Regions from separate parts of the Mus musculus genome. Here region 1 is linked to region 2. The links are chromatin contacts, called in public Hi-C maps. All regions are on one chromosome and are shown on one strand. Each heading gives the region's core, a stretch centred on a gene start, on an enhancer-like site or on the middle of the called end of the contact. The rest is flanking DNA. Distances are from core to core; before and after follow the strand shown. Region 1 overlaps Mpdz (multiple PDZ domain crumbs cell polarity complex component). Region 2 overlaps Mpdz (multiple PDZ domain crumbs cell polarity complex component).

Region 1 (6,922 bases), core at 3,487-5,986, 73 kb before region 2:
ATATATTATACTTTAGTTATATTCATTAATACTTGTAAGTTTAAATTATCCACATCTGCATTATTTGGATTACAGGCCATTTAGTGAAATACTCATTTGAGTTGAAGATGGCTTCCCCATCACTTCAAGGCTACTTTAATTTTATTTTCTCTCTCCCTCTCTTGAGATAAGGTCTCACTATGTAGCCCTGCAATGTAGACCAGGCTAGCCTTGAACTTATAGCTCTGCCTGCCATGCCTCATCCCCACTCAGAGTGCAGGAGTCTGGGGCTAAAGGCTGTGCCACAAAACCCAGTGCATCTAGGCTTTTGCAGGAGGGTTTGGAGTTCCAGGCAAGGCAGATTTACCAGTGAATAATACAATAAATATAAATAAGTAAAAGGTGCATTTTAGTTTCAACATAGCTATAGTGATGTTTTTCTTTTTTGTTGTTCTAGCTTCTAATTTGGGGGATAATTTAAAAAATTATTCCATTTTCCTTACTGCTTCCAAAAACATGACAGAATTCAATAATACTTGTTTTCCAAAACTGAATGTCAGTTGATGTCTGTTTAAATACTCAGCACAGTTTCTATGGAAAGTTTTGCTTTAAAAATGACCTAATAAAACAATTGGTCAAGATTTAATAACTATGTTAAGTCCCTTGCAGGCTAGCATCCTGTTATAGTGCATTCTCAGCCTGCTACCCGGATGAAATGGTCAGGACTGACTGATTCTCCAGGAAACAGTGTGTGTCCTGGTACAGGGGAAGTTGTGTTTGTTATAAACCTTTGTTTACTTTATATACAAAACACACCTACTGGATTTCATGGCAGTAGAAAGTGGCCCCACACCCTACAGGTCTCTGCTTTGTAGCACTGCCATAAGTTATTTGCCCACATGGCCACGTCTGTTTTGTGATGGTTTGGAGAAGAGCTTATGATTGAAAGCTAACCGAGGCAGTAGGATGAGAACAACTGCAGAGCATCAGTGAAGGAATCTCTGGCTCTTAGGAATGAAAGATATGCCTTTACCATATTAGGGACCATATGAAAGTAGAAGGAAAATGGCAGTAAGGTAGAGGACTTGGGGCTGTGAAGTACAACAGGAGTTCTCTGTTAAACTGCATTTGCTATTACAGCTGTCAGAAACATCAGCATTGGCTTCTCTGTATACATCATTATCCATTAAAGTAGTGTGGTAATGAGCAACCTTAAATTTTGTATTAAATTTAAGAAATATAGCGTTCAGCCAGGCGTGGTGGTGCACACCTTTAATCCCAGCACTCAGGAGGCAGAGGCAGGCAGATTTCTGAGTTAAAGGCCAGCCTGGTCTACAAAGTGAGTTCTAGGACAGCCAGAGCTATACAGAGAAACCCTGTCTCAAAAAAAACAAATATACACACACACACACACACACACACACACACATATATATGTGTATATATATATATATATATATATATATATATATATATATATATACATACATATATATGTATGTATGTATATATACATATACACACACATATCTATACCTATATCTATATCTATATATACACACACATAAAGCCTTTTAATTTCTCATCTATCCCCATTTTTCATGAGGTCAAGAATATGCCAAATCTTTTGAGATACTTCACTTAGAATATTAAGAAGCATGGGAGAGCTGGGCATGGTAGTGCACACCTTTAATCCCATCACTTGGGAGGCAGAGGCAGGCAGATTTCTGAATTCAAGGCCAGCCTGGTCTACAGAGTGAGTTCCAGGACAGTCAGGGCTATACAGAGAAATCCTGTCTCGGAAAAAAAAACAAAAAACAAAAAACCAAACCAAACCAAAACAAAACAAAACAAAACAAAAAACAAACAAACAAACAAAAAAAAAACAAAAGAAAAAAAAGAAGCATGGGAAACTAGAAGAGTTTTAGACATTCGTCTAGAGGAAAGAAGATGTTTTACTTCAACTCATTACACTTGAACATAACAAACAGTAGGGTACTCAGCACCTATAAGCTTCTGAAGCAGGCGTGCATCATCTGGCTTGTTGATTAGCTGTTCCCTTTCAGTGTGTCTGTACCACTTTCCATGAATAATGCATGGACATTTCTGTCCTGCAATTTCCAGTAAGCCCTAGCTAACAAGGGCGGATAGACTGCTTTCACTGATGAAAAGCAGATTTGATGATGCTTCTTTGAGGCATGAGTGAGATGATTTTCTGCTAATTATTGTAATTAATTTAATAATTCCAAAACTTAGCAGTCCTTTGGTAAGTAGGATGTGTCTTGTAAGAATAAGATAACTGAAATTGGAAAGCAGAGCCAACAGTTTCTCTCTAGATTGTGGGATGTGGTGGCAGCTACTTTCTATCCTTTGTTCCTAATAATACTAAAGATGATAAATACATCTGTGAGAGACCACTATGTGTGCTAAGAGTATTTCATAATTCAGAACAGTGAAAACATATTAAAAACCAGGACATAAAATAGATTATTTTGAAATTTTTACCTTCATGAGAAAAAGGGATAGACCTACATCCTGTCTCACAACTGAAGTAGATCCTAGATGGCTGAAATGTAAAAACAATTATGTGTAAAGTAGACGAAAAATACTAGAGAGTGCCACCCTTCTTCTGTGGGAATTGTGTGTAGATGAAGCCCAGAATCCCCCAAATTACAAATTTGGTTATGTCAAGAACTTAATCGTGGTAAAATATTACATATGCAAACTTAGAACCCTGGTAAACTCTCACTAGAATCCATATTCTGAAAAGAAAAGGTGAATGGTACCCAGTAAAAAGAGCCAGAAGGTGTGAGTAGAGAGGGTTCACACAAGATACAATAAGAATAGTTCCTGTGCACCCCACTGTCTGCTTCTGTGAGAGAACACTGGGATGGCTGAAGAGCTGTACCACTATTTATTGCAGGAATGGTTTGGTTATAAACATTTCCTAATATAGATAGCTGTAGTAACTAAGGTCTGCTGGGCCTTTCCTATGATGTCAAGCCTGTTTTCAGCTCTTCTTGTCTCCCTCAGAAGTCCTTTACTAGGATCTATTGTTTTTCCCATGAAATAGGTGAGGGGAGCAGAGGAGAGAGGTGAGAATTGTGAACTTGGCCAAAGCTTAAGCTAGTTGTGAGCCAGTACTGGAACTGAGGCTTCGAGAATGCAGGTCCACCATTGCCTTTCAGTAACTGTGCTCCTAGGGAGGGTAAAGTGGACTTTAATCACTGACATCAAGACACAAGACTGTGGAGAAAAGCAAGTGAAAGTACTAAATGGTGGTTCTGTTTAGATTTTAAGATATTAACCTTATGTGCAAGTATATAAAGATAGTTGCATGAATATTATGCAAATTCATAAAATGGGGGGATCAATGTCTAACTGATCCGGACAAATGTCCTGGGGAAGTTGATGGACAGAGGAGCCACATGCAAAGTCTTTTATAATATTCTCTGGATTGTTCTTAAGACTTTTGCACTTTACAGGAACTGAGAGTACTGTAGCTGTTGTTCTGTGGTATGATGCTCCCACAGTGTAGAAAACGTCCTGAGTTCAATCCCCAGCATCATAAGAAATCAAAAATGTAGACAAGAGGATCTAAGGAAAACAAACTTCTGCATAGCTGTCTGTAAAGCAGCTACATTGTCCCAAGGATGTAAGTGCTAAAGTGTGTCTGCTGCGAGAAGTATGCAGCTGTATAGGACTGTAGGATTTTAGGCTTTCAAGGAATTGTAGAAATTTTCTAGTATGTAGCTATCAAGACAGATTCTTTGATATACAGATTGCTAATAAGAAAAAGTAGATTAGAAGAGGTTTCTGTGGCTCTCTGATTTACTGTGGCTTGTTAGAGCTTACAGAACATGCAGGTTTTCCATAGTAATCTGAATTTCAAGCTTTTCTGCTCTTCTGTATGAACAGCTATCTATGAACAATTTGTTCCTGGAGGGTGCTGGGATTCCAAAGCCATGGCTCTCATACTTGGTCCTCTCAGTAGAGAGCAGCTTCTAGCAAGTGTGATTTGGGAATATGAGTTGTTTGCTTCCCTGTCTATCTTTAACTTGGAGTTGCTTGCTTGTAGCTAGAAGTAAATATTGTATCTAAAGTTATCTTGTATCTGGCCTATCCTATAACTCACTAGAACATGAGATAAAACATTTATAAGAAATGCAGTGAAAAACATATATGAAATTAAAAATATGCAGGAGGAAAACATGCTCAGCGAAGAATGCGTTAGAAGGCTTTAAAAATTTTTAAAAATGTGTTTTTTTTTTCAGTAAGTAGTAATTCAGTAAAATGTGACATATAGTAAGGTGATATAACTCTAGTCTCAGTTTTTGACTTGTGGCTTTGTCTGTTCATCATCAGGATGTGACCAGCAGTTCTGAAGTAGTGCTTGGTCTGCATTTGTCCCTGGAAGAACTCTACACACAGAACCTCCTTCAGAGACAGCATGCTGGCTCTCCTCCCACAGACATGAGGCCAGCACCCACCTCTGGTTTCCCCATCAGTGACTACACAACTACAAATGCTGTTGAACAAAAATACGAATGTGCAAACCCAGTAGCGTGGCCTCACTCGCAGTTACCAAGTAGCCTAAGCACCTCCGAGCTTGCTCCTGCACTGCCTGCTGTGGCTCAGAAGGTACCATCCTGCGGCTAGGACCTGGTGTCTTGACGAGGGAGAGGATGGGAAGGGGAGAGAGAGGATTTCCATCCCAAGGCCCTCCTCGTGTGGGATGAGTGCTTGTCTGACTGAGAGGTGACCTACGAACTTGATTGATTGTGGGTTCTTGCTAAATCACAACTCGGGAGGGAGCATGTGCAATGTTGAAATGACTGCTCCAAAGTCTAGTTTTCTTCCCATGTGACTTTCTCTTTTCTTTCTTCTGGGGTTCTAAGTATTTAACTGACCAGAGCTCTCTGGCATCTGATGCTGAGTCTGTCAACTTGCAGAGTATGTCCCAGGAAGCTTTTGAGAGGACCGTTACTATAGCAAAAGGCAGCTCCAGCCTAGGTAAGTTCCCCGCCTTCCACACAGCACTGCTCTTCAGTCTGAGAGAGGACAGTGGGCGTCACCTTACGCAGTGTTGCCCCTTAGTCCATGAGAGGACAGAGAGTTTCAGCACCAGTTTTAGCTGCAGAGAAAAGATGCTAGAAGTGTTCTTCTTGTTTCTTTTTATGCACACATATTTTTTCCCTGAAGTGGGAACAGGTTTATTTATTTATTTCATACCAGCTTACATCCCTTATTCTCTTATTTCTGGGTTTTCAAAAACCTCACTTACATTCAAGTAAAAGTTATATGAATTGTGTGTGTGTGTAAAGTAGCAAATCAGAAAAGGAATTCTTAGAAAATGAGAAGTTGTCAATTGGAATTCTAAGTTCTTTGGAAAAGTAAATTACTACTTTCTTTGAATAATGTTAGCTATGTGAGAGTCAGATTGTATTTACTCTTTCATTCACTGGAGGTGTTAGGAAGACTAACACCTGCCAGGTGTGCCACTACATAAATGCAGGTTTTCATAGTCTGCATTTGTCCCTGAAAGAACTCGACACACAGAACCCCTGCAGAGATAGTCCTCTGCCATTCATAACAGGCTTTGGCTGGTTCATAATCACAAACCACTTTCTGAGGAGAGAGCCCTGATGGCAGTAGGTACAGCTGCTGGGACAGAGCCTTAACCATTGCCACGCTGAGCAAGGCAGCCTCTCTGCTGCTCCTGACTGATGGAGGATGATTCGTTAGAGCCTCAGAATGCCCACATGTAACCCAATTGTTAGTTCATATCAAAGACTGTCTTCCTGCAGTGACCAACCAACGAACACCCTTTACACTAGTATCCTGGGTGTGGCCCTGGTTTCTTGTTGAACTTGAAACTCAGAAGAGACATTCCCAGAACCCCAGACTCTCCTATATGCTGTTCTGTTTGGTGGTGGCTGGATACCTACCCGTACCCACCAAAAGGAGAATTGTAGGATAGGATGTAGTGGTGGTTTGAATATGCTTAGCTCATGGGAAGCAACATTATTAGGCGGTTTGGCCTTGGAGTAGGTGTGGCCTTGTTTGAGGAAGTGTGTCACTGTGGGGTTGAGCTTGGATGTCCTACACTCAAGCTCCATCCAGGACAGAAGAGAGTGCCTTCCCCTGAGTCTTCTCCTGGCTTGCCTTGGCATCACTATGCAGAACTCTTGGCTCCTCCAGGACCATGTCTGTGTGCATGCTGCTGTGCTTCCTACAATGGCAGTAAAGGAGTAAACAAGCCTCTGGAACTCTAAGCCAGTCGCATTAAAGGTTGTCCTTTAGAAGGGTTGCCCTGGACGTTGTGTCTCTGCACAGCTACAAAACCCTAACTAAGACAGACATGTACTGCTGTAACTATACATAATTGCACATTCAAAGAAGAAAAAATATTTCATAAATCACATAATTGTATTTATCTTAGCCATAAAGTACATGTAATATTAGATAGTTATATAAACCACATATCAAACATGTATACTATATATACATATAATCAATATTCGTATCAATATTTATTTATATTACATATGCAATATGTAATGTTTATTATATTCATGGATCTTAAGACAAGGCTTGTAGCATCTCTGCAGCTCCGTGCACTGCCCAGCAGTGTCCATTGCAGCTGCCCGGTGGAGCTCCCAGAGCCAGGTCGTTCTGTGCTCACTTTGTCCAGGATTAATGAGGATTCTCAGTAAGTTCTATGCCTCCTGCTTTGGGATTTGGCAGATGTAAGATTCCCCATTCATGCATCAGATTCAGATGGTGCTGTGTATTGTGGGACTCTGAGGAGGGATAATGGAATATATGTAGCATGTTGACTTTTACAGAGATGTTTAGGACTTTACATTGTCAGACAACTCACAGTTCACAGTAGAAGAATGCCATTTAGAAAATTCTATGGAAATGTTTCTATTCCAGCACC
Region 2 (6,794 bases), core at 1,266-3,765:
GGAATTATGTGTTCAATCCCATTTTAGAGCGTGAAACTCCTACATTAGAATAGATAAAGTCACTTTAAATACTATCTATATTTGTAACAGAAGTCGTATACATATATTTTATTATAGCATTCTTGTGTAAATGCAGAATTAAAGTGAATAAATAAGTTTCTGTGGTGCACAACAAACAAGCAGATGCTGTCTTTGTTTTTTATATTGGAAAAAGTGTTATAATTCAAGACTTACTGTTTTAAATTATTGAGTCTCATCATAGATGCAATTAGAGCTTTGGACAACATCCTTGTGGAAGCCTTGGTGTTTTTCCCTCCATAGCGTCTCAGGGATTCACAGACTTCTCGTGAGCTGAGGAAGATGCCATAGGAAAAGGGGTGTTCTGCTTCCAAATTGGCTTTTCAGGGATGCTACCAGTGCAGTAATATTATTGTAAGGTCTGTAAAGAGCTGAAGTGCATCAGATGGAAATCATCTTACTGAATAAGGCCCATCTGGATGGAGGGCAGAACAGGAAAGCTTTGTCTGTAGATTCTGTCTCAAATTAGCTAAAGAGAGTGCAGTGTCTCATTGTCTCTTGCTGGTTTTTTTTTTTTTTCTTTTTTTAAAACGATAGCTCATTTTATTGAAAAACCTTGAGTTCATTTTTAAAATATAGGAGAATATTTTTATATAGCCATCCTGTGAGTTTAGTTGTCCATGCAAAACTGAAAACAAATTAACCAACATGCGGGTTGTAACAAGTCTTCCTCCAGTCCTTGTCATTTGAAGTAATTGGCTAACAACACCCACCTCAGTATGCTGGCAGCCCATTGGCTTTTGGACATCTTTTAATGACCCTCTCTTTTGAAGGTATACCTGCATCCTTCCATAGGACACTGTGCATGCTGAACTTACTGCTTCTGCAAGTTAGAAGTTAAAGAGATTTTAATAGGGAATACTACTATCAGTACTGGGGAGAAGCCAAGCAATCAAACTGTTGTTCAAGACAGTATATCCAAGTAACATTCACACACACACACACACACACACACACACACACACACACACACACAAACCAGGCAAGCGCATGTCTTCACTTAATTAAATAGTGTTGTTCTATGAGTCCATATCCACCTGAATCTCAGAATATAATTTAGACATAGAGTCTTTGCCACTGTGGTTAAGGCCTGGCTATATTAGGATGGGTCCTGTCCTCTGATTTCAACAATCCATCTACATGGAGAGGATGGCAACGTGAAGACGGAGGCAAAGACATGAGCCAAGGACTCTACAAAGGGAAGGATCCAGTCACGTGAAGCCCTTTATGGGGAGACCTTGATGTCAAGTTCCTGATCTCCAGAACTGAGAGAACCTTATATTCTTAAGCCACCAATTGGCAGTACTTTATAAATTAATCCCTAGGTAATTAATAAAATATGAACTACCATGATGCAGTTATTAAGAAACATAAGGAAGACGGCTAGGCGATAAAGTTAAAATAAAAAGGGAATGATTTCATCCTGTTCATAGAGATGCAGCAATATTATATACTTTCTTTTTTTCTGTAAATAATGTACTTCATGTGATGGAAGAAGAACATGCTTTCCTTAGGCCAAGAGTTTAAAATTAACGTTACAGCATTAGGGTTGTGTATGATACAAGACAATGGATTGCCCATGAATTCAGTGTTATTGTTCACTTAAACTGGGGACCACCACTGATTTCTAGTGCTGTTCCTCATTACTAGCCAGGGAATAATTGTAGCAGTAATGATGTTTTAACTTCACACAATCTATTTGTAGCATCAGGAGTAGTAAGGAGTATATATAATCATGCTGTGAAACTCCTGTATCAGAAGATGGAATCATGAAGGAGAAGACACAAAAAAGAGGTCTTTTTTGTTTTCACCTTAAGAATCCTGAGAAAGCAGATGTTGACAGACGTGAAGAGAGGAAGAGAAAGAACTCTTCCCTTGTCTGAGGTAGATGGCATTAAGCCTGCTTAGATTTACTCAGGTAGTTTGTTGTCTGGATGTCAGTGCCCCTCTTCAGATCTCAGAGTGAAGCTGAGAGTTGAAAGGTTGCCTGCAGAGACACAGGAGGAGTGGGCTTTGTGCTCTTGGTGTGGGAATGCCAGAACTCTCATCACAAGCTTTCCGCAGCCCTGCTGTGTTGTTTCCAGTTCATGACAGATCAGGAATGCATTTGATTTGTGCAAAGATGTTCCTGGACTTTGTCTACTCGGAATTAATGTTAAACTTTGCCCTTTGAAAGGGAGCTGTTTATAAGGCTTCAAGAGATAAAAAACAAAGCTGTTGGTGCCAAGAAAACGTCTTATAGAAAAGAGTATGAATCCCAGGGAAAATAACTATTCTTAAAGTGATTTCTGTGTGCTTTACTTTGCAGCTTTTCTTGCCACAAGATGCAAGTATTTATAATTGTCCATTTCATGGTAAACTAAAGACACAGTATTTGTGTAGGCATTTGACTGTAAGCCAAACACTAATAATTAACAGTAGGCCCTAAAAGAAATTCTAGCAGGAAGGTAAGAGTGTGGTAATAATCTCACAGTCATCCTGGAAGACCGCCTGAAGCACCTTTGTGGAGCAAGTTTCTCCTCACTTTAGTACTGGGTATTATTTCTTAGGAAACTGTGTCTGTAATCCCCCTGGGAAGCTGGTTCTTGCCATTGGCCCGCCATTCTCTCCATACTTACGTCTTTTCATAGAATCCTGAAGTTCCTTCCTTCCTCCCCTCCCTCCCTTCCTTCACCCTCCCCCAGTTTCTCTCTCACACTCCTGCCTTCTCCTTCCTCTCCCCCTCTCTCCCCTCCTCCTCTCTCTCATATTTGTATGTGTGTAAAGTTTCTTGTATATGTGTGCCTCATTTCTCTGCTTTATCAATTATCATAGCTTCTTGACCCATTCACTTGTAAGGCTTTCCTCTGAGTTTTCTTACTGTGTAATATATTGAGTTTTTCAAGCCTGTCTTCATTTCAACTTCAGTGCTCTTCCATACTTCTTTCTTCTCTGAAGTCAGTTTTCCAAGCCTGAATTGTCTTTGTCCCTTTTCATTCAACTGTGTGTCTGTGTAGACTTGGACATCACTCCAGTGATTCCTATCCTCTAAGTTCATTCAGTCCTTTGCCATGTGATTATTCTGATTCGTTCTCTCCTTCCCCTTACCATGTATGTTCAGAGATACGATTGTCTTTGGGAAATATGCAGTTTCTTTTTCTTCTTAGAAATTATGATTCTTGCCTAAGTCTAGCTGGCAATACTGTACATTCCCATGTCCTTCCTCTAGAATTCACACTTCCATTCAATAAAACTTGACTAAAAATCAACTGACCTAATATTTTCAAATTTTCAGTGTTGGACGTTACAATCTTTATAGTATTTCCTATGCTCCCATATGCCTGTATTATTAGTTATTTATTTTCCTTTTATAAGGATTAGTCATTGTGCTGATTAGATTTATGTCCACTTGACACAATCTAGGAAGGAGAGAATCTCAGTTGAAAAAAAGTGCCTCCATTAAGATCCAACCATGGAAGCCGGGCATGGTGTCACACTCCTTTAATCCTAGCACTCCGGAGGCAGAGGCAGGTGGATTTCTGAGTTTGAGGCTACTCTGATCTACAAAGTGAGTTCCAGGACAGTCAGGGCTATACAAAGAAACCCTGTCTCAAAAAAAAAACAAGAAGAAAAAAAAAATCCAACCATGGGGCATTTTCTCAGTGGTTGGTGGGAGAAGGCCCCACCCACTGTGGGTGATGTTGTCCCTGGGCTGGTGGTCCTGGTTCTATTAGAAAGCAGGCTGAGAAAACCAGTAAGCACCACCCCTCCTTGGCCTCTGCCTCAGGTCCTGCCTCCATGTTCCTGCCCTGTCTGAATTCCTGTCCTGACTTCCTTCACTGATGGGGAAGTGTAAATAAACCCTTTCCTCCCCAAGTTGTTTTTGTCATTGTGTCCCAACACAGCAATAGTGACCTTAACTAAGATATTCTTCAACATAAATTGTCATGAAAGGAAATTTATCTCACTACTCTGTCTTAGAAGTCAGCATGACCTGCCATAAATACAAAACACTACAAGTAGAAGCTATACCTGGGTGTTCTTGGCTAAAGTTGAGGCCTGCTCTTCCTTAGTAAAGGGTACTGCCATTGTTAGCATGACATCATCAACTTAGTGGAGACTTTTCCTGAACTTAAGAAACTGAAAGTATTTTCTTCTGTGCTGCTATACTTGCTAGGACACCTAAAGCGCTGAGCTTGAAGAATTGTTCCAATACGAAGAAGGCTGTTGATGGCATTTTTCTTCTCCAGTTGCACACCCAGCCATTTCTTAGCCATTTCAAAGGTTGCTTAATACTGTTCATGCTATGAGACATTTGCTAAAATAAATCAGGCCATTGTATCTATTGATTTAGTTTTGGCAATCTGAATTTGAAATAAAGGACAAATGACATAAATTAATGAAGTAAAATTAATGCTGTGGTAATATTAAATAAAGCAAATGCCTTTTGCACCTGGAGGGCTCTGCAGATGGCGGGTGTTCCTAATTACACACCCTGCTGCTTTTAAGTGCACTGATTAAAAAAAAAAAAATCTCGCAGCTAAGTATATAATATGCACTTGCATGCTCCAGAGAAAGGTTGATGGAGGCAGCCAACACACAAATCTTACGTTTATGAAAAAAAATAAAATTCTTTCAGTGAGATAAATATTTATATGATTTTTAAAACAAAACATTACAATTATTGTCTTCTGTGAATGTTGTGTCTGAAGATGATTTCCCTCAAGCCAGTAAGGAAGCCCTTAATTGCAAGAATAATCTTACTAAAAGGAATGATTTGCTATTAGAATTCTAAATAAGTTAATTTTCTAGGTTTAAGTTAAACTGGTCAGTTATTACTAAGATGTTTATAAACCTAATTCTTTAACAAGTGACTTCTCTAGAACTTATGATCCAATAATTACCATTTAGTGCCTAGGCAATGGTTTGCTACAGAATTTGCAAAACGGCTGAGCATTGAATCCACGAACCCGTGTGTATCACACTCCCCCCTCTTGCCCCCCCACCACACACATGCAGCCATCACTTCTACTTTTAATTTCAGAATGATGGTTTAAGTCATTTTTATAAAAATACTTGGTATGCATACTTAGCTTTCTTATAATTAGATATATATTGGATATTTATTTTTCTTATAACTAGGTAAATGGTAGTCATTTCTATCTTCAGAATAAAGGACAAGAAGAAGCGGAGGACATGGCTCTGTCAGTGAACTGCCTGTGGCAAAAGCAAGAGGGCCTGAGTTTAGAGCCTCAGCATGTATGAAGTGTCAGGTGAATTTGGACACATATGTAACACCAGCCCTGTGGCAGGGTGTTGGGGGCAGAAACAGTCCCTTGTCCAGGCAGCCTACTTAATCAGTGAGCTATGAGTTCAGGGTTCAACTCTATTAAAAATAACATGCAGAGGGATAGAGGAGGCCCTCAACTGTGGTCCCTGGTCTCCACACCTGCACACACACACTGACATGCACACTTGTACACATCGACACAAACATATACACATATGTAATATGCACTAGATGCACTAAATAGAGGATAAGTGTTCTGGTTTGGATCTTAGATGTCTTTCAACAGCTAGGTATGTAGTTCCTGGCACCAGTCTATGTCCACTGGAGGTGATAAAACCTAGGCAGGGTTTGCTTAGCAGAAGGAAGCTAAATCGTTTGAGGAATGCCCTTGAAACATGTACTGAGACCTGGTCCTTTCTCTCTTTGGGGTTTCCACCCTGTTACCCTGCCTCAGAACAGTTTCAGAAACAATGGGGCAAAGTAAGCGCCGGCCGATTGAGACCTGCAAGACCTTGAGTCAATAGAAAGGATCCCTTTCTTGTGAGTCCAGTGTTTCGGTCACAGCAACAGCTAGCTCAAATAAACTGTGTTTGTAGAAAAGCACTGTGGGTGTTTTGTAAGAAACAAGCGGTTTGCTTGGAGACTCAAGGGGTATTTAGTCCTAATCTTACTAAATTATACATTTAAACAAAATCCATAATAGTTATTACCATTTGGATAACAGTTGCCCATCCTCCACATCTGTTTGCAGATATTTGTACTTTCTAGTCAATAGATACTTTTTTTAACTCAAGTTTTTTCCTGTCTGTCTATTACACCGTTATCAGCAAATGATGTCATCAATACCCACCCCCAACACTTGCCTTCTTGTGTTTCCACTTATTGTGAAGCGTACCTACTAAATGCCTTATGCTAAGGGAACTAGAAGTTATTCAGAAGTGCAGAGCGAAGAGGCAGATCTTTGGATCTTTGAGCCTTCCTTGGCTTGGCTCCTCACTCGAAAGCAGCAAGCTGGCTGGCTCCTCTGTGCCTGTCTAAGAAATGGGACTGCAGGCTCATTTCATCACAACTTCCTCATGTTTTGTTTTTTTATCAAATGACAGTAAATGTCTGCACATGTTCCTAGTAAATGTCCATGTGCATTAAGGGCTGTGCTGTGTAGAGAGCCATGTAGGGGATGTCTGAGGCAGTGTGATAATGCTATTATTCATTACAGACCAGACTTCACAATAAACTTACAAAGCACTTGCCTAATTCTCATTCCATCTCTTCGTAATTACGGCTTAGAAAGGGAAGCTAAAATACAAAGAATCCCAGAGTGAGCAGCGCAGCCTCTTCCCTTGGCTGCATGAATGTGCCTTAGTATTATAAAAAAGAATTGCTTTTTCAATGGGAGTTTCTTAAACTCAGCAAGAGTTTTTATCAATAATTGAAGTGTTAGTGCTTA

Evidence for each region. Hi-C and Micro-C count contacts between places; a contact is called where the count stands out from the background.
Region 1: a Hi-C map of liver shows a contact between it and region 2, with 1.9 times the contacts expected there. The contact joins two enhancer-like sites. A contact is called at or near these places in 1 of 484 Hi-C or Micro-C datasets (liver) and 3 of 9 other capture datasets (adipose tissue, liver and pancreatic islet).

The regions. Positions count from the first base shown.
Region 1 is chr4:81,346,700-81,353,621 of GRCm38.p6, reverse strand. It overlaps Mpdz (multiple PDZ domain crumbs cell polarity complex component), which reads left to right. Exons shown (of 47, transcript NM_010820.3): 20 at 4,345-4,620; 21 at 4,878-4,992. Among named protein-coding and RNA genes, the nearest start is that of Gm25803, 12 kb to the right of the region's middle. Within about 2 kb of position 4,736, at least 4 of the 459 cell types and tissues checked have an H3K27ac peak or open chromatin away from gene starts, as enhancers often do. A contact at or near this core is called in liver, where this site is marked.
Region 2 is chr4:81,271,887-81,278,680 of GRCm38.p6, reverse strand. It overlaps Mpdz (multiple PDZ domain crumbs cell polarity complex component), which reads left to right. Exons shown (of 47, transcript NM_010820.3): 47 at 1-182. Among named protein-coding and RNA genes, the nearest start is that of Gm25803, 63 kb to the left of the region's middle. Within about 2 kb of position 2,515, at least 13 of the 459 cell types and tissues checked have an H3K27ac peak or open chromatin away from gene starts, as enhancers often do. A contact at or near this core is called in liver, where this site is marked.